Linked DNA regions of Sus scrofa: all the other regions are linked to region 1. Evidence: chromatin contacts called from public Hi-C and promoter capture Hi-C data. All regions are on one chromosome and are shown on one strand. Each heading gives the region's core, a stretch centred on a gene start, on an enhancer-like site or on the middle of the called end of the contact. The rest is flanking DNA. Distances are from core to core; before and after follow the strand shown. Region 1 holds the start of ARHGAP35 (rho GTPase-activating protein 35). Region 2 holds the start of SAE1 (SUMO-activating enzyme subunit 1). Region 3 holds the start of ZC3H4 (zinc finger CCCH domain-containing protein 4). Region 4 holds the start of NPAS1 (neuronal PAS domain-containing protein 1).

Evidence for each region. Promoter capture Hi-C pulls out the DNA fragments that hold promoters and counts their contacts. Hi-C and Micro-C count contacts between places; a contact is called where the count stands out from the background.
Region 2: a contact with region 1 is called in a Hi-C map of embryonic fibroblasts, with 4 times the contacts expected there. The contact joins the promoter of SAE1 here to the promoter of ARHGAP35 in region 1. A contact is called at or near these places in 1 of 5 promoter capture datasets (fetal skeletal muscle), 2 of 47 Hi-C or Micro-C datasets (embryonic fibroblasts and fetal skeletal muscle) and 2 of 2 datasets of contacts at active chromatin or transcription factors (alveolar macrophages and skeletal muscle).
Region 3: a contact with region 1 is called in a promoter capture Hi-C map of liver, with 3 times the contacts expected there. The contact joins the promoter of ZC3H4 here to the promoter of ARHGAP35 in region 1. A contact is called at or near these places in 1 of 5 promoter capture datasets (liver), 3 of 47 Hi-C or Micro-C datasets (embryonic fibroblasts, heart right ventricle and liver) and 2 of 2 datasets of contacts at active chromatin or transcription factors (alveolar macrophages and skeletal muscle).
Region 4: a Hi-C map of embryonic fibroblasts shows a contact between it and region 1, with 4 times the contacts expected there. The contact joins the promoter of NPAS1 here to the promoter of ARHGAP35 in region 1. A contact is called at or near these places in 2 of 5 promoter capture datasets (fetal skeletal muscle and liver), 2 of 47 Hi-C or Micro-C datasets (embryonic fibroblasts and epiblast stem cells) and 2 of 2 datasets of contacts at active chromatin or transcription factors (alveolar macrophages and skeletal muscle).

What each region holds. Positions count from the first base shown.
Region 1 is chr6:52,708,392-52,715,833 of Sscrofa11.1, forward strand. It overlaps ARHGAP35 (rho GTPase-activating protein 35), which reads left to right and starts at 3,072. Exons shown (of 7, transcript XM_021094622.1): 1 at 3,072-3,822.
Region 2 is chr6:52,954,343-52,961,784 of Sscrofa11.1, forward strand. SAE1 (SUMO-activating enzyme subunit 1) reads left to right here and starts at 3,132. Exons shown (of 9, transcript XM_003127243.4): 1 at 3,132-3,331. The coding sequence starts at 3,234.
Region 3 is chr6:52,935,673-52,943,114 of Sscrofa11.1, forward strand. ZC3H4 (zinc finger CCCH domain-containing protein 4) reads right to left here and starts at 3,043. Exons shown (of 16, transcript XM_005664626.3): 1 at 2,337-3,043; 2 at 1,128-1,293. The coding sequence starts at 2,412.
Region 4 is chr6:52,853,771-52,861,212 of Sscrofa11.1, forward strand. It overlaps NPAS1 (neuronal PAS domain-containing protein 1), which reads left to right and starts at 3,969. Exons shown (of 11, transcript XM_021094623.1): 1 at 3,969-4,105; 2 at 4,508-4,743. The coding sequence starts at 3,984.

The sequences.
Region 1 (7,442 bases), core at 1,822-4,321:
TGCTAGAACTTCAGCATTGATTGAGACTCCCCACCCTGTCCTCATGCAGCTCAAAGTCAGGTGGGAGAGAAAGACCTACAGGGACAACCCGGAGTGGACAGGGCTTGGTTGGAGGACCCAAAGCCTAAAGGGGACACCTGATCCAGCCTGCCAAGATTAGAGAGGATCTCCAGAAGGAGGGACATCTTAGCTAATATTTGAAAGAAGGGTAGAAATTAGTCTTTGAATAAGGACTGTGTCTTGGCTACCATGGCCCCAGCAGCCATCATCACCTCTGTTTAGCACTGGATTCATTCACTTACTCATGAACAAGTATTGTGGGTCATGGGCCCACATTTGAGGAACTAGGCAGAGTTTCTGCCTTCAAAGGGCTCACACATTGGTGAAGCCAATACAGAACTTCAACCTCTGACAGAATGCTATGCAGAAGGCACTAGGTGGGTTTGAGTTTCTATGCCACTCGCTAGCTATGTAATCTCACCGTGGCTTAGTTTAGTAGAATAAGAACTCTAAACTACATTGAAGGTGTTGTGAGGATTAAGTGAGTTAATATGTTTAAAGTGCTCTAGAATGTTGCCTAGCATAAAATGCTCATTTTAATCAAAGTATGAGAGGTCAGGCCAAATCTGGGAGGCCACGCTGAGAAAGTGACTTCGAGGCCGACTTAAGGCAGAGCTGAAGGGCTCTAAGAGAAGGGGAGAGAGGGGTACTTGGATCCAGAGTGAGTCCAGGCTTCTCTCTTTTCTAGGTGCTGCCAGTTCAAAAATTTTCCAAGGTTGGAAGGCCCTAGAACACTGCATTGGAGTTATAAACACATATGAATTTAAGGTAGGGGAATCTGTTGTCCCTTATCCCCAGTATTTATGGTGTTCTAAAGTGATGGATCTCAAAATCACTTACAAGCCAAGGTTTGTAGTGGCAGCCTAAAGAAATTCTGGCTGGGAGTTCCCATGGCTCAGAGGTCAACGAATCTGACTAGCATCCGCGAGGACAAAGGTTTGTGCCCTGGCCTTGCTCAGTGGGTTAAGGATCCAACATTGCCCTGAGCTGTGGTGTAGGTCAACAGATGAGGCTCAGATCCTGCGTTGCTGTGACTGTGGTGTAGACCAGTAGCTGCAGCTCCAACTCAACCCCTAGCCTGGGAACCTCCATAAAAAGCAAAAAAAAAAAAAAAGGAAAAGAAAAAGAAAATTTGGCCCATGTACTGGATTTGTTTAGGCCATAGTGCTAAAAACAAACCTTAATATATAAAAATCAAACTTCATGCATTAAAAGTGTAAAAAAAAAAAAGTCAAAGGAACTGACCCTTATCGGTAATCAGAAAACCTTTATTTAATGGGATGCTTTAAATTTTTTTTCTTCTTATGGTCACACCTATGCATATGGAAGTTCCCAGGCTAGGGATCCAATCAGGACTACAGCTGCTGGCCTTTGCCACAGGCACAGCAACATGGGATCCAAAATTCATCTGCAACCTACAGCTCAGCTCACAGGCAATGCCAGATCCTTAACCCACTGTGTGGGGTCAGGGATTGAATTTGCATCCTCAAGGATACTAGCCAGGTTCGTTCTCGCTGAGCCACAAAGGGAACTCCCTGGGCTGCTTTAAAACTTGGGTACATCTAACGCAACACTATAAATCAAGTACACTTCAACTAAAGAAAAAGGGCAGTGAGATGTAACCTCAAAAAAATGGAGTTCCCATCGTGGTGCAGTGGTTAATGAATCCAACTAGGAACCATGAGGTGGCGGATTCAATCCCTGGCCTTGCTCAGTGGGTTAAGGATCCGGCGTTGCTGTGAGCTGTGGTGTAGGTTGCAGACGGGGCTCGGATCCTGCGTTGCTGTGGCTCTGGCGTAGGCCGGGGGCTGCAGCTCTGATTCGACCCCTAGCCTGGGAACCTCCATATGCCGCGGGCGGGGCCCAAGAAATGGCAAAAAGACAAAAAACAACGAAAACAAAAAACAACGACTAGCATCCGTGAGGACAAAGGTTTTTATTTATCAACTTTTTAAATTTTTTTATTTTTATTTTTTGTCTTTTTGTCTTTTTAGGGCCACACCCACGGCATATGGAGGTTCCCAGGCTAGATAGGGGTCTAATGGGAGCTACTGCTGCTGGCCTACGCCACAGCCACAGCAACGCCAGATCTCAGCCATGTCTGTGACCTATAGCACAGCTCACGGCAACGCCGGATCCTTAACCCACTGAGCGAGGCCAGGGATCAAACACTCAACCTCATGGTTCCTAGTCGGATTCGTTTCCGCTGTGCCACGACAGAAACTCCATCAACGTTTTTAGAACAAGCCATGATTTTCTGTGCTTTACACATAGAACTCCTTAAATTCTCACAACAAACCTTACTAAAGAGATAAGATTATCATTCCACTTTTTACATGAAGAGACTAAGAAACGAAAAATGCAGTAAGAAGCATAGCGTTTCTTCATGCATTCCTTAAATATTGACTGAGCTCCCAGAACGCTCAACTTCCACGATCCGTACTTCCGGAGGGATCCCAGAGGAACCCCTCTTCAGTTCACAAGAACTCTGGGGTTATAGCAGTGCCCCTTCCCATCACTAATATTTCCCCTCCGGGCGCCCGAACTGACATTTGACTTGCAGTCATTTGCACAATGCTGACCTGGAGGACCAGGCCCTCGCCCCTCTCCAGGAAATCAGGGCTTCACAGAACCCACAGCAAGTCTTAATAACTCGCACATAACCTGCAGATTTTCCTCACTGCTTGGGAAAATAGCACGCGCTCCTCAGCACCGCCCTCTCTTCCGGAACGACGAAATGCAAGGTTCGGATTGGGCTAAGGCGGGCCACGCCTCCTCCTGTTCCCCAATCAATTCCCTCACTGGGTGCGCTCCCTCCTCCTCAGCTCCGTCCCACCGCCCCACGTTACGTCGCTCCCTCTTTCCTCCTCCGTTATCCCGGGGGCTGCGCTCGCGCGGCAAGCCCACCTCCCTTTGCCTCTCATTGGCTGCTCAGGTCCCGCGCGAGCGGGATCGCGCCCTTCGCCCCCGCCCCCAAAGCCGGGCCATGCCTCTCTCCCGTTTTCTCCAAGAGGCCGCGTGAGGAGGGCATCGGCTGCTTCTGGCGCGCGCAACGGTGCGCGCGCCCCCCGCGGACCACTCCCTTCGCCTCAGCGCGAGTAGACGCTGCGGCTGGCATCCCTTATCGCGCACGCGCAGTTGCCCACCCCGTTCCTTCTGCCTCGCGCTGCCTCGCGCCGCAGCCACCGCAGTAGCGGCATTTTCTTGGGGCGCACGCGCACTGCGCCCTGTGCGCCCGTTCCCTGGACCCGGCCGCTGCGGTAGCAGTGAGCCCCTCGGGCGCGTACGGGCTTTCACTTCTCCCCCACCCAGCGCGGGTTATTCCCTCGCGGCGCGCGCTCAGGGGCCGTTATCCCCCTGCAGAGGTCCCCGCACCACGCACGCGCAGTAGCGAGGGGGCACGCGCGCGGGAGCTGGGGCCGCAGGAAGGAGGTGCCGCTGCCGCCATTGCGAGGGAGGGAGGGAGCGAGCAAGCGAGGCTGGTCCGCCCTCCCCCTGGTTCCCGCCCCTCCCCCCTTCCCCTCCCCGCCCCCCGCCCCGAGGGAGAGCAGCGGAGCGGCGGGAGGAGGAGGTGGAGGAGGCGGAGGAGGGAGCCCGCGAGGGAGGGTCCGCCCGGCCCCCCGCCGCCGGAGCTGCCGCCGCCGCCGCCGCCGCCGCCGCTTCAGCCGCCGCTGGACGAGGAGCAACAGAACATGGCGCCGGGGCCGCCGTCGCCGCTCCCGGGAATCCGGAGGCCGGGGCCGCGCTGAGGACGTCCAGCTGGTGAGTGCGCGAGCTCGTGGGCCCCGGTGGCGAGGCCGGGCGCCGCCCCGTTGTGGGGTCCAGGGGAAGGCGGGGACCGCGGGGCCCGGAGCCCGCGAACAATGGAGGAGCCGGAGGGGGAGGGGAGGGAGCGGCCCCCCAGCCCCCCGGGCCCCGCCGCTTCGCGCTGTGGCCCGGCCCGCCGGGGCCCGCCTGCCCTTCGGACTTGCCCCTGCCCGCCTCAGCCCTGCTGTCGCCGCGTCTGCCCCCACCCTCCGACCCATTGGGATCTCTGTGTCTGCCTCGGCCTCCCCCTTCCCTCGGCCACTGCAGCCACTCCGCTCGCAATTCTGCGCCTCCCCTTTCCCTCTTCCTTCCCTCAGTAATGCCCCTCGCCCCTCCCGGACTCTGCAGTGCTCATGGGACCCACCTCCTCCGTGACCCTTCCGCATCCCTTAATTCTGGACCTTCACATTCTGGTTCGTGACCCTTCTGCCTTCTCCCGTTCCGCTCTCAGCACCCTGCCCCTGCCCCCTTCTTTGACCGGTCTGCTGTTACCCTCTCTTGCACCCCCTGGAGCTGTCCCTCTAGGAACTGCGGTTCCACCTCCTTGGAGATCCATCTGGGACCCCGTTTGTCTCGGCACTGCTGCCCCAGGTCTTCTCTTTGGACTTAATTCCATCTCCCTCTTGGGCCCTACTGTCTCCTCGCAAAATCTGTCCCACACCTCCCCCCCGGATACCCCTTTGGGCTCTCTGACCCCTGCCTCTCAGATGCACCTTGCCTGCCTCCTCCCTTAGTCAAAATGTGTCATTCACATCCTTTCCTCTCTTCCAGACTTTGCTGCCTCCCCTCTCTGCCCCTCGTTCAGTCTCAGATCTTGCTGTGCCCTCCAGCCTGCTTGCTTTCTGACTTTGCCTTCCGTGAAGCAGCCTCCTCCCCCTTCTCTGACCCTGCAGCTCTCATTTCTGCAATTCACTTCTCTGACCTTTCTCCCTAACTCAGCCTCTCTGCAGCCTCACGCCCTGCAGTCCTTTCTGCCCCGGTGTTGTCCTTGCCTGTTGCCTCTCCATCTCACCTCCTTATTGGCCCTCTTTTGAGCTGTTCCATTCAGTTGCCCCCTTTTCCTTTGACCTGTTTCCCCTTCAATTCTCTGCTTAAGACCTGCTTCCACCCTCTATCTCCAAGTCCTGTCCTCCACATTTTGGCTCTTCTTAGATTTGCCCTTTACCTTACTGAATTATTGGTAACTTCTCTCTGATCCATCACCCCCTCCCTTCCTGTTGTGCATCTCAGACCTGCCCCGATCCTTTTTGCCCCTGCTCTTTCATTTGTTCGCTTCTGCCTCATCCTCTCTATTTTCCTTCCAGCTCTACCCCTTTTGGAGCTGTCCACTTGTCTGCCTATTTTGGGGATCCATTTTAACTTTCCTGCTGCTGTCTCCTCTTGGAGTGGTCCTCTTTAACTCTGGTCATGTTGGTACTGCCTCGCACCTCTGTTGCTTCTAAATTCTAAGTTTTCCTACTGATCTCCCCCCACCATTTTGATTCCCCTCTCAACCTCCAGTCTCTCCTTTCTTGTATTTGTCCCCCTTTTTTTTGCCCTGCCCCTCTTACCTTTTTAAGTCTCCTTCCCCCAGCTCTGCCCCTTGTAGAGATGTTTTCCCAATCATTCCTACCTTTCATTTCACCCACCCCCACCCCAGCTCCCTCTTGGAACTGCCCAGTTTTTGGCTAGAGTCTCCCTCCTTTTTGCCATTCCTCTCTCAGTTCTGTTCTTCATTGCCTTGTTTCCTGCTGGGCTCCTTCTCTTCCCATTTAGTTCCTGTCAGACTTGCTTCTCCCACCTGCCCCCCTTGACTGCTTCTTCCCCCTGGGTGCTTCGCCTCTTCAGGCATGCCTTTCTCTGAACTCTGTCCCTCAGCTTTGGAGGGCAAGGGTCTGGGTTGGACCTAGGCTTCTCCAGACTCAGGTTTAGACTGCAGAGTCTCTCAGCGCCCTGACCCTGAGGGTTTTATCTCCAGGGATCCTGTGAGATCTCTGTAAATAGGTGGGGTTGGTTAATTGGTTACTGCTCTCTGGAGTCGGGAGTGTCTCCCCCATTTCCTTCTCTTTTGCCAAGGTTCGTGGTGGTGGTGGTGGTGGGGGTAGATCTGTTTCCATTGCCCCATTTTCCCCCTCTCCCATTTTGCTCCCCAGCCCCTTTGGGTCCCTGGGCTTTGCAGCTTTGTCACTTGGAAAAGGAGAGTTGCAGCTGCTCACAGATCTGTCTTCTCTTTATACTTTCCCTCCCTCCTCCTCTGAGCAATTGTTAAGAGACAGTTGTACCCTCGCCCCCTTCCATCTCCAAGGCAGCACCCCTTGGGAGATCTTCGGAATATGCTTCCCCCCACCCCCCTTGTTTTTGTTTTACCATTGGTTGGGGAAATGCCAGTTTTCAAGTTCTCCCCAATCCCACCTGGGGTTATGGCCACACTTGGCATTTACTGCTTTGGGTCTGTAGAAGCTGCCTGTCTGTCTTGCCTTCCGACTGGCCTCTGGTTTGCTGTGTGATCTTTGGAAGGGGCGGGGAAGGGTGGGCTTATTTCTTTCTTTCCTCTGGCCAGGAAGGATTTGCTTCCCTGGTCTTCAAAATAGTGAGGGCTTGGGTTTGGAAAGCTCTTTGGGGTTGTTTGTTGAAAGGGAGAGTGCCAAATGTCACTCAGATTTTTGCCCGTGATACTGCAGGCTCCTAGTCACAGGAGCTGAATGCCTCTAGGCAGATCCTTGCTGGATTTGGGAAAGAGATGGAGCTCATTGGTACACGAGGAGTATGGGTGGGCCCTGACACTCCCCAAGCCTTTGGACTGCCCTGATTTGGTAGAGTGAGAAATGAGTGCCAGAAACTGGCTGACATTGGGATTTCGGTTTATTACCTGGGAAATGTACCTTTGCTACCTTTCCTTGAACTGATCTTCAGTGATCTTATGTTGGGGGTGGGGTTTAGGACATTCATTCAGAGGAAGAGGTAATTTTTACAGAAAACCATCCAACCATTTTCCTTCCTTAACTTGGGAGAGGGAATCTTTTGCATGTTCTCTGTTTATTTATTTTATTTCTTAAGTAAATCAAAGTCTGATTTTTTTTTCCCCCTGTGGCCTAGGGCAATTGCATATTAAAGCAGCCATCCAGCTGTGAAGGAGCATTTACTGGAAAGACTTTTATTTCTTAACTGAGCTATGATCAAACTTTGTTTACTTCAGCACTTATTTAGAAGTAGTTCTGTGTGAATACATTTGAAATAAAAAACATTCACTGTCATCTACAGAATTGGACCATTGACTCATCAAATGTTAGGGCAATTGTTTATGAGACAGTGTGAAGGCTGGATAGTGGATCCATATGGCTCCTTCAGCTTCTAAGTTCTTAGGCCTTTAAATTTTGTGTCAAGGAACTATGGCATTTGTCATTACCATTATTGACTTTCAGTATTTTACTGACTTTTGGTTCATTTATCTTAGTTTCTGTATATTTCTGAATTTCGGCCTTGTTGAGTTTATGTTCCCCATGTTGGTATAAATAGTTTTGTTTTTTATTCTTAATGTGGACGTGGTGGCTAATTAAGAATAAAAACAACTGTGTATGCAGTACTGGTGAAATTTG
Region 2 (7,442 bases), core at 1,882-4,381, 250 kb after region 1:
CTTCTTTTTTTGTCATTTCTAGGGCCACTCCCATGGTATATGGAGGTTCCAAGGATAGGGGTTGAATCAGAGCTGCAACCTACACCACAGCCACAGCAACACCAGATCCTTAACCCACCGAGCAAGGCTAGGGATTGAACCCGCAACCTCATGGTTCTTAGTTGGGTTCGTTAACCACTGAGCCATGAGGGGAACTCTTTTTTTTTTTTTTTTTTTTTTTTTTTTAATAGTCACACCTGAAGCATATGGAAGTTCCTGGGTCAGGGCTTGAATTCGAGTCAGATGATTTAACCCACTGCATTGGGCCAGGGATCAAACTTGCTCCTCCACAGAGACCCAAGCCAATGCAGTCAGGTTCTTAACCCACTGCACCACAGTGGGAACTCTGTGAGTCACTTTGGAAGGGCATCTTCCCCACCTTGTCCTCAGAAGGCTGCAGCCCTGGGAGTTCCACTGGTGGCACAGCAAGTTAAGGATCTAGCGTTGTTACTGCTGTGGCTCCCCCTGCAGCTGTGGTGAATGTTTGATCCCTGGCCCAGATGAAGTCCCCAGCTGGCATCTGACTGCATCCTCATGAGACACTTTGAGCAAGAACTGCCCACCCAAACTGCTCCTGCATTACCGATTCACAGAATAAGAGATAATAGTCATTAAGCCCCCAAATTTCTACGTAATTTATTTCACATCGCTTACCAACAGAGTAGGTATTGGCCATGTTTGTTCTTGTTTTCTGTTTTTTGTCTATTTAGGGCCACATGTGCATCATATGGAGGTTCCCAATCTAGGGGTCAAATCGGAGCTGCAGCTGCCAGCCTACACCACAGCCAAAGGAACACTAGATCTGAGCCACATCTGCGACCTACACCACAGCTCACAGCAACGCCAGATCCTTAACCCACTGAGTGAGGCCAGGGATTAAACAAACATCTTCGTGGATCCTAGTCAGATTCCTTTCCACTGAGCCACTATGGGAACTCCGGTCACATTTTTTTTAATGATATACATCTTTTGTCTTTTTTTTTTTTTTAGGGGTTTTACCCACAGCATATGGAGGTTCCCAGCCTAGGGGTTGCACTGGAGCTGTAGCCACTGGCCTACACCACAGCCACAGAAGATCCAAGCCACATCTGCGACCTACACCACAGTTCACAGCAACGACAGATCCTCAACCCACTGAGTGAGGCCAGGGATCGGACCTGCATCCTCAAGGATGCTAGTCAGATTCAATTCCGCTGAGCCACAATGGGAACTCTTTTTTTGGTGTCTTTTGTCGTTTTAGGGCTGCACCAGCAGCATATGGAGGTTCCCAGGCTGGGAGTCTAATCGGAGCTACAGCTGCTGGCCTATGCCTGAGCCACAGCAACATGAGATCCAAGCTGCATCTGGGACCTACACCATAGCTCACCGCAATACCAGATCCTTAACCCACTGGGCCAGGCAGGGAATGAACCCGCAATGTCATGGTTCCTAGTCGGATTCGTTTCTGCTACGCCATGACAGGAACTCCGAGAACTCTTTTCAATGGTATTTTGACCTGGGATGAATTACTACCCTTTTCTGGGTCCCAGAGTCATATTGTAAAGTGGAGGAAAAGTCTATCTTTGAGGTTCACGGAGTATGTACCCACTGGATAAGATCAGAGCACATAGTAGGAGCTTAATGTACCACCAGCGGTGTAACCTCTTGTATGTGTGCCACACAGCCTGGATTTGAATCCTAGATTCACTACTTCTATGATATAAGACTTCGTTCAGGCTACTGATAATCTGTTGTACCTCAGACTTCTTAGCTATGGTATGGGACTATTAAATAAATTATCTACTCTCATAAGGGTTAGAGAAATAATCCATCCACACAAAGCCCATTTACCCTACATGAGGGGGCAGCCGTTTTTTTCCTTTTTTTGGCTGCACCCTTGGCATAGGGAAGTTCCTGGGCCAGAGATCGAATCCAAGCCTCAGGTGTGACCTATGCCGCAGCTGTGTCCTATACCATGGCTGTGGTAACAATGATCCTTTACCCACTGTGCCACAGCAGGAACTCATTTTTTTTTTTCTTTTTCACTGCCCTAGTCCTAGCACATAATTACTGAATCAACATGCATTTAGTAATTATTTGTTGAATGGATAGTAAAAATGCACTTTGCCTACAGAAAATACACATTAGCTATCACTAACCTACAAGGGCTTACTATTCCCCACCTGCTTCATATTATGATTTTAACTCCTACCATTTCCCACCCTCTCACTCTGTTCCAGTTGCCCTGCCCTCTTCGCGGGCTCCTCAGTTGTGTCAGTAAGCTTCAGGGCCTTTGCACCAGCTGTTTGTTCTCCTGTCCAGAAATGCTCCGTCTACCCAGTTATCTATGTAGCTTGTTTCTACAGTTCCCTTCAGATCTCTGCTCAATGGCATCTTCTCCGAGAGGACTTCTCTGGCCACTGCTGTCACCCTGGAGTGCCATATCCTGTTTTTTTGTCTTTTTTTTTTTTTTTTTTTTTTTTTTTGTTGTTGTTGTTGCTATTTTCTTGGGCCGCTCCCGCGGCATATGGAGGTTCCCAGGCTAGGGGTCAAATCGGAGCTGTAGTCACCGGCCTACACCAGAGCCACAGCAACGCGGGATCCGAGCCGCGTCTGCAACCTACACCACAGCTCACGGCAACGCCGGATCGTTAACCCACTGAGCAAGGGCAGGGACCAAACCCGCAACCTCATGGTTCCTAGTCGGATTCGTTAACCACTGCGCCACGACGGGAACTCCCATATCCTGTTTTAATTTTCCTCTATTTTTTTCCCCTGGGCCCTCCTCAATAGAATGTAAGCTCCCTCTGGACAAGACTATGTATTACTCGACACTCTTTCACAACACCTCCATTGCTGCGATTTCAGCACATGCTCCCTCGTTATTGCTGAATTAATAGACTCACAAACAAACGATCACTTGGGTATCCTCGCGGGTTCAGAAGCCCTGCAGTTTTTTGGCCGGGATTGGCAGCAGCCTCTGTCACGTGACTGGCTCTCGCCTGCCAGCCCGCCCGCTTTGGAGGCTTAGGAGTTCGACTTGGTTCCAGGCTCCAGGGCCGGGTGGCGGCGGTGGGGGCGGTACTGCGCAGGCGCTGTTCCCGGCGCAGGCGCAGACCCGGCCCGGGAGCGCGGCCGGCGGCGGTTGGCGGCGTGTGGGGCCGGCGGGCGGTTGCTGCGAACGGACCCGAGCGCAGGCAGCGAGAGCTGGCGCCATGGTGGAGAAGGAGGAGGCGGGCGGCGGTATCAGCGAGGAGGAGGCGGCGCAGTATGACCGGCAGATCCGTCTCTGGGGACTGGAGGCCCAAAAACGGTCAGGGCCAGTGCGGCTTGTGGGGCTGAGGGTTTGGAGGGGCGTCTGGCCTGAGGCGTTGGCGGCCCTCGGGGAGCCAGAGGGTCGAATTTGAAGAGAGGAGGTGGGAATCATGTACCCGGGCATGGTCGCCCGCTTGAGAGGACTGGAGGGTTTGATTTGGGATGTTTCCTCGGCAGGTATGGGAAGCGAGGACGTCCCAGGGTGGTGGGAAGGCCGTTCTGGGGGATTGGAGGCGTCTAGAGGGGGCGGAGGGAGAGCCCGGAGCGTTCGCGAGGATTCAAGACTCCGGGGCTCGGCGCTCGGAGGGAGTGATGTTGGAATTTAGATCGAGGTGAGGAGGAAGGCTTAGGGTATAGAAGGGGGCCAGGAACGCATGGAAAGGATGAAAGCGGGGGGGAGGTCATAGTTCATTCATTCATAGGTAATGGGAACGTCTTCTGTGCTGGCCGCTGGTGAGACTGGCGAACCGAGCAGATGCGAGCTTCCATTCATTCTTGTGGCCTCTAAAGGGTGGGCTAGTCTGAAAGAATGAGGGGTTTTGAGGTGTCTTGGAGCAGGTTATTTCAAGTGGGAGTCCTGACAGGTTTGAAGCGTCTAGGGGGGCAGGAGGACCTGAAGAGGTTGCTTGTGTCTAGATGTGGGGGCGTGTCCACAGAGGACGGGATTGGGCATCCTTGGGCATGGAGGAGAAATTGTCCGAGGGCGTGAGGTCTTTGAAAGAGGTGATTGATTTAATCAGCTATTGATTGAGCACTTGCCACGGGCACTGTTAATGGGCACGGAGCGTGGGTCAGTGAACTAGGCAGACTCCTTGCTCACCTGGAGCTTATATTCTACCCGAGGAGGCGGTAAACATAAAGAAATAATAAAATATTAAGGAATGTAAGTGCTAGAGAGACAAGGAGAAGAGGAGCAATAAAGGATGGTGAGGTGGGAGAGCTATTTTGAGAGGGGCCAGGGGAGGCTCTGAAGAGGTAACACTGAGCCTCCGACCTGTATGAAAGGAAAGAGCCATCTGGAAGGACCTTCCTGGTATAGAGAACAGCAAGTGTAACATCCTGGAGGCCAGAGCATGCTTGGCACATTGGAGCCTCAGGGTGACTGGAACCAAAGGAGTTGAGTAGCTTTTTTTATTATAAATGTGCTGGGAAACCCGTTGGAGAGTTTGAGCGTAGGCGTAACGTGATCTGATTTGTGTTTGAAAAGCATCACTCTTGTTGCATTGGAGAATAGGTTGATGTGGGCAGAGGTGGGAGTAAGGATTCCAGTTAGGAGGCTGCTGCTGCAGTAATCCCCTTGAGACAGAAGTAATGGTGGCTCGGAACTCTAGGAAAGGGTCAAAAATAGATTCTGGATAATTTGAAGGTAGAGGGGACAGACTTTGCTCAAGGGTTCATTGTGTGGGGTATGAGAGTCTGAACTCAAGGAAGGTTCCAAGGTTTTTGGCCTGAGCAAGTGGGAAGATGGAAGTGCCCTTCCTGACGGAGGTGGGGGAAACTGCAGGTTTGGTGGGGTGGGGGAAGAATCGGGGGTTCTCTTTGGGACTTAGGTTTTTTGTTGCTGTTTGTTTGTTTTGGCTGTGCTTGTGGCATGCAGAGGTTTCTGGGCCAGGGATTGAATCCTCGCTGCAGCAGTGTCCTGAGCTGCTCCAGTGCCAGTGCCAGATACTTAACCAGCTGAGTCACAGGAGAAGTCCTGGATTATGTTTTAGATGTTTACTATACATCTCAGTAGAAATATGCGAATGGTTGAGTTCATAGCTGCGGGCTGGGTGATGGGGAGTCATTATGTGATTGAGGACAGAGTGTAGAATTAATTGATCTAAGGGTTGGGGAAGCAGGCAAGTCAGGAGAACTTAGTTTGAGGGGTAGAATTTTTTGGTGAGAGAGAGTGTGCGTGGTGGGTGGGGTGAGGTTGGGTTACTTCAGGTTCATTTCCGTTGTGCAGGGTCTTCTTGTGATTGGGCACATCATGAGGCATTAGCGAGCCTTGGTCTGAGGATTAAAGGCACCTGAAATAGAAGATGGGAAATTAAATGATGAGAATGGGCCTGAAGACCCAGGTGGGATTGATGGAGTTTAGGGATTGCTGTTTGAAGGATTGGGGTGTTGGGAGGCCCTGAGTGTACCAGAAGAGTTGATCCAAGAGCTTGGGGCAGCAGGTAGTTTTGTTTTGAGTGAGGATTAAACTGGAATTAATGAGGGACCTGTCAGAGGGGTAGAAATGGATGATTTATCTGAAGAGCAATAAAAAGGCATGGGGGTGGGGCTTTGAGGGGGGAGATGACCTAAGGGGCAAATCAAAATTGGGGCATGGAAATGAGAGGTGGGAGTTAATTCTGAGGAAGTGAAGACATACTGAACTCAGTGGAGAACCTGAAAAGGATTGACTGAGGGTCCTGGGAGGAAAGGAAGGGGTTACTTATAAATTGGAGTCTTTAGATTTGTACACAGTCTTACAGAGTTGATGAAAGTGCTCTCATGTTCATTTTTCAGCTGAGTCTCTTAGTAGCTCTTCGGGGAAGGAAGGGCAGTGATTTCCTCCTCTATACAGAAAGGAAGGAGGAAATTGGCTTGCCTCTAAGGGCGTCCAGGATGGAATGAGAGACCTTTGGGCACTGGGGTTCCTTTGCAAAGTGGAAAGTAGCCTGGGAATTGACAGACTGCATTCGGGCCACAGTTTTGCCTCTGACTCTGTACTAGTGGACCAAGGTTGTCAGAATTGTAAGTGAGAGAAACACAAAGGGCCTTCAAGAGAACGTATACAGTCTGGAGGTTAAAAACTATCTCTTATACAGTGTTTTAATTTTTTTTTAAAGTTAGTTGCCAGCATTTAAATATCTAGAGAATTGGCTGAATTTGGGACAATTTGAACATCAGAAAGAATAAAGTTGACTTCATGTAGAAATATTTAATAACTTAGAAATATATGATGTGTCTTCTGATGTGATGACACAAGAATCTCAGTGCATCATCTCCGATGTTTTCCTGCCAAATGTATGTTACACTAATCATGCTTTTTGAGAACAAGGGAGCAAATTAAAGGACACCATTGAGGTAATGATAAGATGTCCCAAATGTGAGACATTTTACAAGACAGTTGCCCTGATTCTCTTCCAGAAGTCATTGTTATGGGGGAAAAAACAAAACAAAACAAAGAAGGGACTGTTATAGATTGAGAGTAAAGAAGAGTGGAGCCAAATGCAAGGTGTGACCCTTGACTGGATCCTGGTTCAAAGATAGTGTTTTTCTAAAAAACATGTTTTAGACAATAGGGGAAGTCTGAATATTCAGCCCTATTAGGTGACATTTGGGAATTATTTTGTAGACATGGTAATAGTGTGGTTATGAAGGAGAATGTCATTTTTGGAGCTATGTGCTAAAGGTATGAAGTTCCATGATGTAGGTTTGTGGGTAAAGCCAGCAGGGCAAGATGTTAACTATTCTTCCTACTTTTCTGTATGTTTGAAATTTCTTTTTCTTTTTTGGCCATCCTGTGGCATATGGATTTCCTAAGGATCAGATTGGAGCTGCAGTTGCAGCCTACTCTGTAGCTGTGGCAATGCCAGGTCCTTAACCCACTGTGCTGGGCCAGGATCGAACGTGCCAGCCCTGTCAGGCCACACAGGAGGAACCCGTGTGTGTTTGAAATTTCTTATAATGAGAAATTGGGAAATGTTTCAGTCTCCGTCCTAGCCACCACCTGCCCCCCTCACGTATGGCGAGTTCATAGTTTCTGATTTCTGTCTTTTGAAAAATGGTAAGGTCAGACATCCCCACATTACATTACATTGGTTGGAACTAAGTAGAGGCCTCCTCTTTTTTTTTTTTTGGCTGTGCCCGGGCATGTGAAAGTTCCCAGGCCAGGGATTGAACCTGTGCCACAGCAATGACAATGCTGAGTCCTTAACCACTAGGCCACCAGGGAATTCCCAAGGCTGCCTCTTATACCCAGCACATGGTCCCTCTACTTGGCCATTGTCTCCATCAGTTCTGTCTCACCCATTGGTAAAATTGCCTGGCCCCTGTAAGCATGTGAGTTTGCATCTCTGGCAGTGCTACCTAGCCCACTTTATGGATGAGGTTCAGGGAAGAGAAGCCAACTATCC
Region 3 (7,442 bases), core at 1,793-4,292, 230 kb after region 1:
GCACCCCGACCTTCTGCTGGAGCAGGGAACACGGGGCCCCAGCTCGCGCTGAAACGCGCCGGGCTGGCCCCCTTATCACCCTCCCTCCAGAGAAGGGCAGGAGGCGAACCCATTTCGCACTTACTAAAGGCAAAGGGGGCGCTCCCTTTCGCCCTCTGCCAAGGCGCAAGGAAACCTCGTTTTCTCTCCCGGAAGGGATGGCGCCCCGTTTTAGCTCGAAAGAAGAGGGACCCCCCACAAGAAAGAGGGGAGCAACTTCCTCTCCTCTCCAGGGCAGGGAAACCTAACCTCACCAGCTCCCTCCCCTAAACGCATCACCTACCTACAAAAAGCAGGAGGACCCTTCCCTTTAACGAAAAGACATGGGCTTCCTCTCCCCCACAGAGAGGCAGGGGCTTCGAAAGGGGGCTAGAGATCCCCCCAGTTCTGCCCTCTAGGGAACAGCTCGGAAACACCTCCCGCCAAAAGTCCTAGAGCCCCCACCGAAAGGGAACCCCCCCGTTAGGATGGATAAAGACGTGAACGAACCCCCACTTTCTGCCTCCTACGAAAGCTAGGGGACCTCTCCAAAAAGGGCAGGGCACACCTCCCCCAGGAGAAAGGATATTGCGGGGGGCTGGGAGACCCCCAACTCCAAACCCCTAAGAGCGGGGCTGTGGCTCGAGATCTCCCCCAAAAAGGTCCGGGAGCCCCTCCCCCAACCCCTTCCCCGAAGCCAGGCGACGGGCAGGCGGGCCCGAGGCTGCCAGCTCCGGGCGCAGGGGCAGCCAGGACCCCAGTGGGCCTCCGAAGCCCCCCTCGGCGCCCCCTCCCCAGGGCGGGCGGGCGGGCGCGGGGGGTCCGGGGGGCGCCTCCTCACCTTCCCCTCAGCATGGCGCCCAAAAAAGACAGAGCGAGAGCGAGGGAGAGCGGGCGAGCGCCGCGAGGGGGGGGAAACGCATGAGGCCAGGAGAGAAAGCAAGCGAGAAAGAGCGAGCGAGCGAGAGACACCCACCGACCCCGCCCTTCCTCCTCCTCCTCCTCCTCCTCCTCCGTGGCCCGGCCCAACATGGCGGCCTCCCCCCTTCCTCCTCCTCCTCCTCTTCCTCCCCCCGGGGACGCTGCCCCGGCCGGGCCGGGGGCCTGACCTGTCGTCAGGGAGCGGGAGGCGGTGGTGGAGGAGGTGCGGGGTGGCCGGGCAGGCGTCGGGGGAACACGGAGGAGGCGAAGGCGTTGATGGCAGTGGCGGCGATGGCGGCGGCGGCGACTCTGATGGCGGCGGCGGGGGGGTCCCGGGCGCGGCCTCCATAGTTCCTTTGGGGGGGAGGGGATGTTAATGCACGAAAAAGGACTGCTTGGGCGTGGCGGGAGGGGCACACTTCAGCTCGGAGGGCTCCTGACAGGAATGAGTATATATTTTTTCGGTTTCGGAATCACCTCTGCGCCGACCTCCGCGTAGGCCGCGCGGCCTTGGCCTCAGAGGGCCGCTCGCCGCCTGCTTTCTCCGCAGCCCGCCTCTAGGTTCACTCGCTCACGGGCGCGGGGCCCTCATTGGGGCGAGAGGGCCCCCCCCACACACACACCCCCTCGCGGGCCCGGGGGAGGGTCGGAGACCCGGAGGACACGGACACTGGTGGGTGGTTCGGTGTAATTAGCGCGGGCCGCGCGCGATGGAGCAAGCGAGGGGGAAGGGGAGAAGAGGAGAGCGAGCAAAGGGGATTTAAAAAAAAAAAAAAAAAAAAAAAGGATTTTAGGGGAAGGAGACGGGCCGCGGAGACGGGCCGACTGTCTGTCTGCCCGCCCGCCCTAGGTGCCCCAGCTGCCCGGCCTCCGCCGCAGTCAGAAATTCACACAAAATGGCGGCTCGGCCCGGATAAGCCCAGAGGCTGAGGCGGGAGGAAGGGCGAGGTGGGAGGGGGAGCAGGGAGGCTGTGTCACGTGGAGCTGAGACACGAAGGGCGGCGGAAAAGGCCGAAGGTGTCGATGTGGGTGGAGCTAGAGAAAGAATGGGAAGGCCCGGGGAGCCGGAAATAGCCGAGGCGAGTCGGGACTGGCGGGGGTGGGCAGAAACGAGGAACCGAGGTGATCCGGAAAGAACCGAAGGCGGTGCCAAGGGTGGGTGACAGGAGGCGGAAACAGCCGAGTGAGGCCGGGCGGCGGTAATAGCATTTAGACAGAAAGAACTGAAGTGTGTGGCGGATGAGGCGATTAATAGAGTAAGAGAGTTTGAGGAATTCGCCTGAGAGCAGGCGGGCAACAGAGAATTGCCAGCCTGAGAGACAGCGGGAAGAGTCGAAAGGTTTAGGCAGAAGAATGGGAGAGAAGGAATTCGAGCTACGGAGAAAAAAAAAAATAACCGAAAGCTGGTGGCCGGGTGCCTGGAGTTGTAGGTTTCCGGAGGATGAAGCCGAAAGGGCCCGGAGATGACGTCATTAGAGACCTCGGTCGTGGATGTTATCCTTGGGCAGTGTGAGAGGGCGGGCCTTGGTAGTGCTTTGGCAGAGTTTAAGAACCTAGAACGTAGTAGGTGGAAGACTCTTAAATGCTGGATTTGGGAGCACTGACAGGGTTCGACAGTATAAAAGGATAAATCGTTTAACCCTCACAACTGTACTAAGGAAGCTACTATTATGTCCATTTAATAGGTATCCTGAAGCTCAGTGTCTTAAGTTTTTGGCTCGAGGTTGTAAGATTACGCGCAAGAGCCCAGAAAGATTTTTAATCAGAGCTGGCATTTCATTGCCTCCTGCAAAAATTTGTTCAGTCCTATTTTCAAGAGAGGATCTTGGTTGGATACTTTATGAGCTTCTACATGGCTAAGTGCAATGATGGGCGATGGAAACATAGTGTCTTTATGTATATAAAAATCGATAATGCCCCAGGGGAAAGAAACTGAAAGTTAAAGAGTAACTGAAGGGTTCTTAATATTTTGGGGGGCAGGGTTGTTTAAGCTGACACGGAAGAAGAAGAAATAGCTCCAGGCAGAGGAAATACCTTATTTCAGGCCCTGACAAGGCAAGGATCACTTAGATGCCAGGAACCGAGAAAATTCTTGTAGCATGAGAGCGATGTGGAGACAGAGGCGCCAGATCACATGCTATATTAATCCTACTATAAAATTTAGAAATAAACTCTGCCAGGGTAATTTACAACCTCCTTCAGGGAAGAAATTAGCATTCCTGATAAAGTAAAATGATTAACCTATTTTCTTTTTGTCTTTTTAGGGCTGCATCTACTGCATTTGGAAGTTCCTGGGCAAGACATTGAATCAGAGCTGCAGCTGCTGGCCTACACCACAGCCACTGCAACTTCAGATCCGTTCTGTGTCTGTGACCTACACCACATCTCAAGGCAATGCTGGATCCTTAACCCACTGAGGGAGGTCAGGGATTGAACCGGAGTCATCATGAATACTAGTTTGGTTCCTTACTGCTGAGCCACAATGGGAACTGCCCCTTTTCCCTATAAAACCAGGCTCTCTTCCGTTGCTCTTTGGACTTGCCTCTGGTTCCTCTTAAGTTGTAAATCCTGAATTGCAACTGATTTGTCTCTGGATAAACCCATTTTGGAGATGAAATAACTGGCTTTTTTATTGGTTTGGGTTCAGTATTATACAACTTGATAAGAGAATATACTATGTAATCACCTAAATGATGAAATGGAGAATGATAAGCCAACCCAGAGGCCCCTCCTAGCCCCATCTAGTCACAGCCTCCCCCAAGGTAATGGACCTTCTGATTCCTAACCTCATAAATTAATTTTGCCTTCATGTCCTCATCTAAATAGAATCTACAAGACATACTCTTTGGTATCTGGCTTCTTTCACTTAACATTTAATTGGTGGCATGTGGTTGAAGTTCATTTGTTCTCATTTCTGTGTAGTATCGAAACTGACAGCACTTAGGACTTGAACCTAGCCTGAACCCAGGCCTCTGTCCACCATTGCTGAACAGAAACGCAGAGACAGAGTTTGGGTGAAGGAGAAAAAGATAGCTTTATTGCTTTGCCAGGCAGAGGGGGCCACAGCAGACTACTGCCTTAAAGACTGTGCCCTTACAGATAAGAATCAGGGTAGAGGCAAGCTTGTATTGTCTTTCAAAGCTGATGTTTAGGAGTTCCCATCGTGGCTCAGTGGAAACGAATCTGAGTAGCATCTATGAGGACGCAAGTTAGATCCTTGGCCTTGATCCGTGATTTTAAGTATCCCATGTTGCTGTGAGCTGTGGTGTAGGTTGCAGCGGCCACTCAGATCTCATGTTGCTCTTGGCTATGGCGTAGGCTAGTGGCTGCAGCTCTGACTCAATCCCTAGCCTGAGAACCTCCATATGCCATGGGTGGGGCCCTAAAACAAACAAACAAACAAACAAAAAGATGTTTAGTGGCCCCAGGACTGGTGCTGGTGGTCCCCCTTCATTCCCAGAATGAAAAATCCTTCTTCGAGTAATTCTTCCATTTCTTGAGAGTTTTAGTTCTACGGAAAGGCTCAAAGATATTGTTATGTATTATGTATATTCCTTAAGGAGGAACCAGGACCCTGCCCCAAGGCTCCACTGCTCCTCCCTGGTCTCTGCATCCCCTCCCTCCCCTGATTAGCCACTGCCCTTTGGAACTCAGGGAAGGTCATGGAGGCTGAGGCGTATTCCCTAAAAACAGAAAGGCTTGTGTGCCTAGGGGCCCCACAGGGCAGGAGCTCTGTTACAGTTACTGTAAGTTTATTTTGTCTGTTCCTCTGTTTCTATTTTGTAATTAAGTTCATTTGTATCACTTTTTTTAGGGGGCCACACCCACGACACAGGGAAGTTCCCAGCTAGGGGTCAAATTTCAAATCGGATCTGCTCCTACATCACAGCCACAGCAGTGCCAAATCCAAGCGTCATCTGCAGCCTACTCCACCGCTTGCACCAACACCAGATCCTTAACCCGTGGGCCAAGGCCAGGGATCAAACCCACATGCTCATGGATACAAGTCAGGTTCTTAAACCATAACAAGAACTATATTTTTAAAAAACTTTTTATGAAAGTATAGCTGGTTTACAATGTTACTTCAATTTCTGTTGTACAGCAAAGTAACTCAGCCACACGTACAAATACACTTTTTTTAATACTGTCTTTTTTTTTTTAATACTATACGTTTTTTATACTATCATGTTCTAACCCAAGAGACTGGACACAGTTCCCTGTGCTGTACAGCCTTGTATCATTTTTTTAGATTCCACGTATAAATGGTCTCTCTCTGACTTACCTCACTTAGTAAGATCATCTTTAGGTCCATGCACATTGCTGCAAATGGTTTATTTCATTCTTTTTATGGCTGAGTAACAGTTCATTGTATATAGGATCACATCCTTTTTTTTTTTTTTTTTGTCTTTTTGCTATTTCTTTGGTGTGTAGTTTTGTTTTGTTTTAGGGCCGTACCCATGGCATATGGAGGTTCCCAGGCTAGGGGTCCAATCGGAGCTGTAGCCACCAGCCTACGCCACAGCCACAGCAACGGGGGATCCGAGCCTCGCCTGCAACCGACACCACAGCTCACGGCACACCGGATCATTAACACACTGAGCAAGGGCGGGGACTGAATGCGCAACCTCATGGTTCCTAGTCGGATTTGTTAACCACTACGGGAACTCCAGTACCACATCTTCTTTATCCATTCATCTGTTGATGAACATTCAGGTTGCTTCCATGCCTTGGCTATTAAAAGTGGTAATCTTGGGAGTTCCCGTCCTGGCGCAGTGGTGCAGTGGTTAATGAATCCGACTAGGAACCATGAGGTTGATCCCTGCCCTTGCTCAGTAGGTTAACGATCTGGCGTTGCCGTGAGCTGTGGTGTAGGTTGCAGACGTGGCTCAGATCCCGCGTTGCTGTGGCTCTGGCGTAGGCTGGTGGCTACAGCTCCGATTAGACCCCTAGCCTGGGAACCTCCATATGCCATGGGAGTGGCCCAAAGAAATAGCAAAAAGACAAAAAATAATAATAATAATAATAATAATGTGGTCCTCATTTAAAAAAAAAAAAGTGGTAATCTTTTTTCAGGGGGGACACCCATGGCATATGGAAGTTCCCAGGCTAGGGGTCGACCCGAGCTGCAGCTGTGACCTACACCACAGCTCATGGCAATGCAGGATCCTTAACCCACTGAGTGAGGCCAGGGATCAAACCCACGTCCTCATGGATACTAGTCACGGGTAGTCCCTATTGTTATTAATTTGAGTAGTCCTTTGCAGAGAAGACACATTGCAGAGTGTGGGCCAATACCAGCAGCTGGCTCCAACCTCTGGAAACCCTGGGGAAGAAAGGAGACCACTGGTCAAAGAGAGACATTGTGCTGGATCCTACTGACTGCCAACCCCATCTCTATTTCTACCTTCTTTCTTGCTAATGCAACCTTGGATTTATTTAGGAGACAGGAGGTAAAGAAGTCCAGTTTAGGAGATGGTCAGTCATGGGTCTACCTAGTTCTTAAAAAGATGGTGTCACCCCCTAGAGGACATTTTGAAAATTATGGAGGGAAATTATTTTTGAACTAAATTATATTTAGTTCTCAAGAGGAAAATACTGGAAGTTTGTGTGGGCTTTTGGGGGGCATCACAATAATGAGGGGGTTGTTACCAGCATTAGAGGCTAGGGAATGGGGTGATAGGATGTTCTACAACATTACATTGGTAATGAATGATGGTCTAATAAATGAAGTCAATGATCTTTCTTAAACAATGGAAAGAACTGTTGGGAAGTTCCCATTGTAGCTCAGTGGTAATGAACCTGACTAGTATCCATGAGGATGTGGGTTCCATCCGTGGCCTCTCTCACTGGGTTAAGGATCCAATGTTGCTGTGAGCCGTGGTGTAGGTCTCACATGCAGCTCAGATCCCTTGTGGCTGTGGCGTAGGTGGGCAGCTGCAGCTCTGATTTGACCCCTACCCTGGAGACTTCCATGTGCCGCAGGTGTGGTCCTAAAAACCAAAACCAAACAAATTTTAAAAATGCATAGAAAAGGAAATTTGCAAAACATATATCACCACTTTGGGGGAAATAAAAATGTTTTTGAACTTGATGGGGTGGTTGTCAATGGCGGCTGCATTAAATGCCATTAGAATGGTTAATTTTATGTTATGTGAGTTTCACTTCAATTAAAAGAAAGTTTAAAAAGGAGTCTCAAAGTTCCTGCTGTGATGCAATGGGGATCAGTGACATCTCTGCAGCAGGTTAAGGATCCTGCATTGCCACAGCTGAGGTGTCAGTTGCAAATGTGGCTTGGATCTGATCCTGGGCCCAGGAACTCCATATGCTATCGGGTGGCCAAAAAAGAAAACATATATAAATAAATAAAACAGAGTTATCTTCTTGTACAGTGGGTTAAGGATCTGGCACTGTCACTGGGTTGCTGCTGTAGCACGGATTCGATCCCTGGCCTAGGAACTTTCATATGATGTGGGCATGGCCGAAAAAATTAAAAACAAATATAT
Region 4 (7,442 bases), core at 2,719-5,218, 150 kb after region 1:
AAAATTTTTTCAGATGAATGTCATTACTTTACACTTTTGCAAACCTCTTTAAAATCTGGCGTCATAAGGGACACCCAGGGAGTTTGCATCGTGGCGCAACAGAAACTAATTCGACTAGGAACCATGAGGTTCTGGGTTCGATCCTGGGCCTCACTCAGTGGGTTACGGGTCTGGCATTCCTGTGGCTGTGGCATAGGCCAGCAGCTGTATCTCGATTTGACCCCTAGCTTGGGAACCTCCATATGCCACATATTTGACCCTAAAAAGGAAAAAAAAAAAAAAAAAAAGCAAACACCCAGATCCTCCTGGTTGCTTCTGCAGGCAGCCTGCCATGATATCACATGGCATACAGCTTCTGGAAAACCCCACTGGACACTCATGGGAGAATGAAGTGAAAAAGGCAGAAAATGTCTCTGAGATGGTCTCAGGCATCAGTGCCCGGGTCACACTTTGAGAACTGCTGGCTGAACTTAATGCTCAACAATGATGCTATAAGGTGGGTACTAAAATGAAATTATCCTCATTTTACAAGGGAGAAAATTGAGGCCCAGAGAGGTGAAGTTACTAGTCGGAGGTCACACAGCAGTAAGTGGCAGAGTTGGGGTCTGAACTCCAGGAATTAGACTGTTAACCTTGACAAGATCTGTGTGTGTGTGTGTGTAATCATAAATAACTTGCAAGGAGTTCCCGTCATGGCTCAGTAGAAATGAATCTAACTAGTATCCATGAGGACGCAAGTTCGATTCCTGGCCTTGCTCAGTGGGCTAAGGATCAGTGTAGGTCACCAACACGGCTCAGATCCCACATTGCTGTGGCTGTGGTGTAAGCCAGAACCTGCAGCTCCTATTCGACCTCTAGCCTGAGAACCTCCCTATGCCACAGGTGTGGCCCTAAAGAGACAAAAAATAAAAAATAAATAAATAAGTTGCAGGTATGTGTGAAATTCTCAAGGCCTGGCATGGTACCTGCCCAGGCCCCAGAGCCAGTGTCAGTAGTTAAGAGCCAGTGATCTGGAGCTCCCTCGTGGCACAGCGGGTTAAGGATCTGGCATCGTCACTGCATCAGCTTGGGTTGCTGCTGTGGCTTGGGTTTGATCCCTGGCCAAAAAAAAAAAAAAAGAAGAAGAGCCAGTGATCTGAGCTCGAATTCCTACCCTGACACCGTAACAGGTCTCTCTGGGGAAAAAGAAGAAACTACTATTGGCTGAGAGACCATCGGCAGCAGGCTATCTGGTATCTATGCCTCAGTTTCCCTAGCTGTAAAATGGGCTTAGTCATAGAACCCAGCTCAGAACTTTGCAGTTGGGAAAAGAATTAGCGGAACATAAGCATCCCAAATTGTTAGGTGTGGTTATTCTGAGCCATTTTAAGAGTATTCCCATTGGAAGTTCCCGTAGTGGCTCAGTGGTTAACGAATCTGACTAGAATCCATGAGGACGCAGGTTCGATCCCTGGCCTTGTTCAATGGGTTAAGGATCCAGAGTTGCTATGAGCTGTGGCGTAGGTTGTAGATGCGGCTCAGATCCTGTGTTGCTGTGGCTCTGGCGGAGGCCGGCAGCTACAGCTCCAATTCAACCCCTAGCCTGGGAACCTCCATGTGCCGCAGGTGCAGGCTTAGAAAAAAATTTTTAAAAAGTGTTCCCATTGAGTTCCCTGTGGCCTTGCAGTTAAGAATCCAGCGTCACTGCCATGGCTCAGGTTACTGCTGTGGCATGCATTCAATCCTTGGCTGGGGAACTTCTGCATGCCAGGACCTTGGAAAAAAAAAAGTGTTCCCATCAGCCAGTGCCCATGAGGGTTCAGAGGTGTGTGCCTCAGTTCTCTGTCCATCCAGAGGTGGCCCTTGCTCTTTGCCACCCCCTGCCCACCTGCCTCTCCTAAGACTTCAGTCCCACCTTCATTAGCTGCACTGTGATCTCCTAGGAGCACTTAAGCACCTGGACACCCCCATGCCAGGCTGCCAAATGGGCTTGGGAAGGAGAGGTGTGGTATCTCCTAGGCTGGGTCATCTGGATCCCTGTTCTCTGTGGGAGGCACTGTAATTCCTACGTTCTCAGCTACGGTCTAATGGGAAGCTCTGATGTTTTGGTTCCCACGAGAGCACGAATAAGACCCCAGAATAAGACCCCAGGATATCGTGGTCACTGAAATTCCTCGGATTCCTGTGTCCCGGTCCCTGGGAGGTCCGGATATCAAATCCTGGTCTTATAGGTGGGGGTGCGGGGTGGTGAGCGAAGGTCACCTTCTTGTCCAAAGGGTCTTGCTGACAAATTGAAGTTTTCGGCTGGAAAATGAAGATCTCCGACGCCTGGATTTGCTTCTGAGTCTCCACCCCTGCAGAGGACTTGGGTGCAGGATGCCGCCCTTGTCCGGAGGGGCTGCTGGGGTGCCCGGTTTTCTTGGGGGAGAGAGGGTGATAGTTCTTCCCGATGGGGTATAGAGATGGAGCCTGGATGCCGATGTTCCCCTCTCGCGGTGGAGAAACTGACTGAGGTTCTCGTTTGGGTGAGAAGGGGCTGGCCCCTCGATGGTGCCCTTGGGTGAGAGGACGCAGACACCTGAGCAGCCCAGGACTCCCTTGCTGGGAACCCCCTGCCATGGAAAAGGCCGAAGTGGTTGACGCTGGGCTGGACCGAGGGGCGGAGACTCAAGGGGCGGGGCTCTAGCAGACCCCGCCCCCGACCGCTAGCGCTGTCCCCGCGCATTCAGGTCTGCGAGGCCTCGGTGGGCGCGGAGAGCCTAGCACCACAGCCTGCGCGCCCCACCGAGCCCGGCGCGTCCCGGGGTCTATGGGGCCGCTCCTCTGCGCCGCCCGGCCGGCCCCACGCCGCGCCCGGAACCTGCCCCGCGGCCAGGTAACGAAGCTGTGGGTCCTGTGGGTAGGGGACGCCTGGTGCCTGGCATGAGAGGACAGGGAACTCCTGGGTCCCGAAGGAAAAGGGGACCGGAACTCCAGTGTCCTGGGGGCTAGGGCGTCGGAGCGTCTGTATCCCGAAGCAGAGGGAAGGGGCACACGGATGTTTGGGTCCTGGGGAAATAGGGAGCTAGGGGATCTGGACTCCAAGGTCTAGGGCACCTGGTTGGGGAGGCTTGGAGGCGGCATGGATATAGGGGTGGGGGTGGATCCTGAACGCCCAGTCTTGGAGGAATAAAGACATAACGGAACACCTTCCTAATTCGGGGGGATCTGGATAGGAGGACATCTGGGCCCCAAGGGTCAGGTCCACCCTGGGGGCGTCCTCGGCCTGAGGCTCTGGCCACTGCATCGGGGGTTGAGGCTCGCACGCCAGGGTCTTCAGGGAGGAAGTTGTGGCTGCGGAGATTTGGCGGCCGGGACACGTGGCACCACCCAGAGGGGCTGGGGGTTGTCTCTGGACAGAGCGTGGGGTGGGGTCCCAACCCTCTGCCCTGCTATCTCCTTAGCCCTGTCCAGGAAATAGGAGCACCGCAGATTCGAGAAGCGGGACTTCTAGGGTGTGCTTGGGGGGTGGGGACGGACCCCCGGGGCAAAGGGCTCTGGGGGCCGAAGCTGCGCGCGGCTGGGCTCCGGCGAAGCGCCCGCCCCCCGCCCGGCTTGGGCATGCTTGGCACGCAGCGCGCGGGCCGGTCGGATCCGTATGCGCGCCGCGTGCGCCTATTGGTATGCGGGAGCCGGCCCGGCGCGGGCGTGAGGCGGGCGCGCCGGCGGGCGGCGCGGGGAGGCGGCGGCGGGGCACGTCCTCGCCTTGAGCTTCGCCTCGAGCCCGGCACGGTGAGAGCTGCAGACTGTGTAGCGGGGCCTCCAGGGAGGGGAAACTGAGGCACCAACCAGCCCCAGCGCCTTGACGGGACCCTGAGCCCCACGCGGACCTCGGTTTACCGAGCAGGCGTCCCAGGGCCCCCCTTGAGCACTGAGCTCTGCCTCCGGCTCCTTCCCGCTGCAGGAGACGCGGCTCTCGAGTCCCGCAGGCTGCTCTGAGCCCGCCTGAGCCGGTCCCCGCGGAGATGGCGGCCCCCTACCCCAGCAGTGGTGGCGGAGGCGAAGTCAGGTGCGGGGGAGGTCGCGGCGGCAGCGTCCCGTGGGACTTTCTGCCGGGGCTCGTGGTCAAGGCCCCTCCCGGACCCTGGTGAGCAAAACCCCGCCCCTCGGGCCTTGGCCCCGCCCCTAAGGGAAGAAATTCACACTCTCTGCCCCGCCCACTGGGGGGCTAGAATTTCTTACCCGGAGTTGCTGCTTTACTGCGGTTCGGTAACGCCCATCCCTGGCGTTCTGTTCCGAGCCCCCTTCCTCGGAATTCCTACTACCCAGTACTCTTATCTACCCCCTCTTCCTCTTCCCCAGAATTTAGACCCAAGTTTCTGTCCCCACGGCCGCGCGTAGAAGTCACACTCAGGCTCTGCCCCCACCTGAATCGACCTCCAACGTCCCGCCTCCTGCCCGAGGCCCGGGGAGGCGGGGCTCGCCCCTCCACCCCAGACCCCCGAGCCTGGTGGCTCCTGCTGACGCCCCCTCCGCGCCGCCCGCCCAGCCTGCAGGCGCAGCGCAAGGAGAAGTCCCGGAACGCAGCGCGCTCGCGGCGCGGAAAGGAGAACCTGGAGTTCTTCGAGCTGGCCAAGCTGCTCCCGCTGCCCGGAGCGATCTCCAGCCAGCTGGACAAGGCGTCCATCGTGCGCCTCAGCGTCACCTACCTCCGCCTGCGCCGCTTCGCTGCGCTCGGGGCGCCGCCCTGGGGGCTGCGGACCGCGGGGCCGCCGGCCAGCCTCGGTGAGTGCGCGTGCAAGGGGGCGGGGGTCTCGGCACTCTCCTGGGGGCAGGGGAGCCCTGATCCGAGGTGCGCGCTAGCCCTGCCCTGGTCCTCCCCCGGGAGAGAGTAAGGCATTTGGAGTCAGACCTTTTGTGCGTCCCTATCAGGCGGCTTCTATTATCCAAGCCTCAGTTTATTCATCTGTAAAGCGAGCACACGAGGTGGGGACAATTGCATGACTTCTGGCCTGATCAAGGGCCTGGCCACTCCAGGGATCATACCACTAGCACATGTTATTCGTATTAGGGGAAATGAATCATTATCATCACAGAAGCGACCCGCAGCTCCATGGGCGGGACAGAGGGGACCCAGCCTGAGCTCCCAGCCACGAATGGGCAAGAAACCCCCGCCCTCAGATCCCAGAAGGAACACAGACTCTGGAGTCTGAATGCCCAGTTTGGGAGAGCGGGAAGGAGACAGGATACTATGGCAGGTCAGATGGGGAGCTTCAGAAAGACAGGGGTCCCTGCCCCACTCGGCCGCTCGCCAGTATTGTGATCGCCTCACCTCTCTGTACCTCACTTGTGAAATGGGAATCAGGATGAAGGCCCTCGCCACCACTGCCCACCGCCCTCCCACCCCGGGCTGAGAAGGGGTAATAGGTGTAAGGACCCTCTACACACCTGGCACTGAGTAAACAGTCAATATGTGGCTAGTACTGTTAATGATAGTATCTGCAGGTTTATTGAGCATCTACTATTCTGAGCCCTAGGATCCAGCAGGAAACAAACTGGATAAAGGTCCCTGCCCCAGGCAGGCTGAGGTCCTACTGCCAAGACACAAGATGAAATAAACAAAGAAATGCAATGGATACTATGTAAACCTCTAGACTATGTAAAACAGATATATAGGCAAATATCTCTTTTCCTTATTATTCAGACTTTATTATTGATAGATGTTTCAAAGTGTTATTGTTACTACTTCTATTTCCTATTTTATTGCATTACTCTTATTACTAGAAGAGAGAGAATCATGTTCAGCTGCGAGTGCAGGGGACAGGGACAGGACATCCTGGGCTACTCCCCCACCACCACCAAAGGGTTGTCCTTAGGGTGGGGTTGGAGGGGCTCCAATTCCCCTCCTGCCCCGGTCTCGGGGGGAGGGGAAGAGAAAATAGCATTGATTAAGCTCGCAATAAATCACCATTTAAATTTAAATAATCCGGCTTCCCAGGCGGTAATTAGGCGAATTGACTGGCGCGGAGAGAATGCGGCATTAGCGCCGCTGATTACTGTCATTACGGCGAACAACATGTGCGCTGGCGGGGGATAAACATCTTGTCTATTGTCCCCAAGCCCTGGGGAGAGAAAGGGAGGGGGGACGCGGAGAGAGCCCCGACGGCGTCCTCTCCCCCTGTCTAGCCCCGCTTGCGGGGCCGGGCCATTCGAGGGCCAGGGTCTCGCTGACGTCACAGCGCTGAGAGGACCGACCACCGACCTGAGCAAGCCCCTGCCTGTATGTGGGAAGGGGGACAGGACAGTGTGGGGAGGAGATATTGCGTGGACTCCCTCCCGAACCCCCACACTGAAGAAACCAGGGCATCTCCTGCTCTGCCGGGTCCCCACAAGAGGCCAAGCACCTGCTTCCCAGGTGCAGATGCCAAACTGACCTTGCGACTTAAGTGCCGTGAGAGGGCAAAGCGCTGTGTCTCTGGCTCTCTGAAGAGGAGGGGAGATTCCATATCCTCCTCAAAAATAATAGTAATAATGGAGTTCCCCGGCGGCCTAGTGGTGAAGGATCCAGCATTTTCGCTGCAGCAGCTGGGGGTTTGACCCCTGGCCTGGGAACTTATGCTTGCTTTGTGGGGGGGATAATAATATACATGTCAGGAGCTCCCCTTGTGGCTCAGCAGGTTAAGAACCCAACTAAAATCCATGAGGATGCTGGTTGGATCCCTGGCCTCACTCAGTGGTTTAAGGATCCTGTGTTGCCACAAGCTGCCACATAGGTCCCAGATGTGTTGCTGTGGCCATGGCTAGGCTGGCAGCTGCAGCTCCAGTTTGAGCCCTAGCCTGGAAATTTCCATATGCCTCGGGTGCAGCCCTAAAAAGAAAATAGTAATAATAATTATTATTATTATAATAATTATATACACATCAGACACCATGTTGAGCATGCTACATATTTTTGCTTAATCCTCAAAAATCGTCGGAGGGAGTCAATGCGTGATTCCCATTTTATAGAAGGGGAAAGCAGCTGCAGAGAAGTCAAACTGTTTACCCAAGGTCACACAGCCGGGAAGGGGCCCACCAGGCTCCAAAGTGCACCATCTCAACACCCATACTTGGCAGGTTGGTGGGTCTCCAGGGGTGGGTCCTACCTTGCAGATCTCAGCCTCTCTCTGGGCCTCGCTCTACCATCTGTAAAATGGGAAGAGAGATGCTGAAGTCTAGCCAGAGGGCTCTGAGTCTGGAGAGGAGACCGCCTTGACCTTATATCAGCATTTGTCATTCATTCAACAAATGCCCAATAAATACCATCTCGGGGAGTTCCCGTCGTGGCTCAGTGGTTAACGAATCCAACTAGGAACCATGAGGTTGCGGGTTCAGTCCCTGGCCTTGCTCAGTGGGTTAAGGATCTGGCGTTGCTGTGAGCTGTGGTGTAGGTCCCAGATGCGGCTCGGATCTGGCGTTGCTGTGGCTCTGGTGTAGGCCAGCTG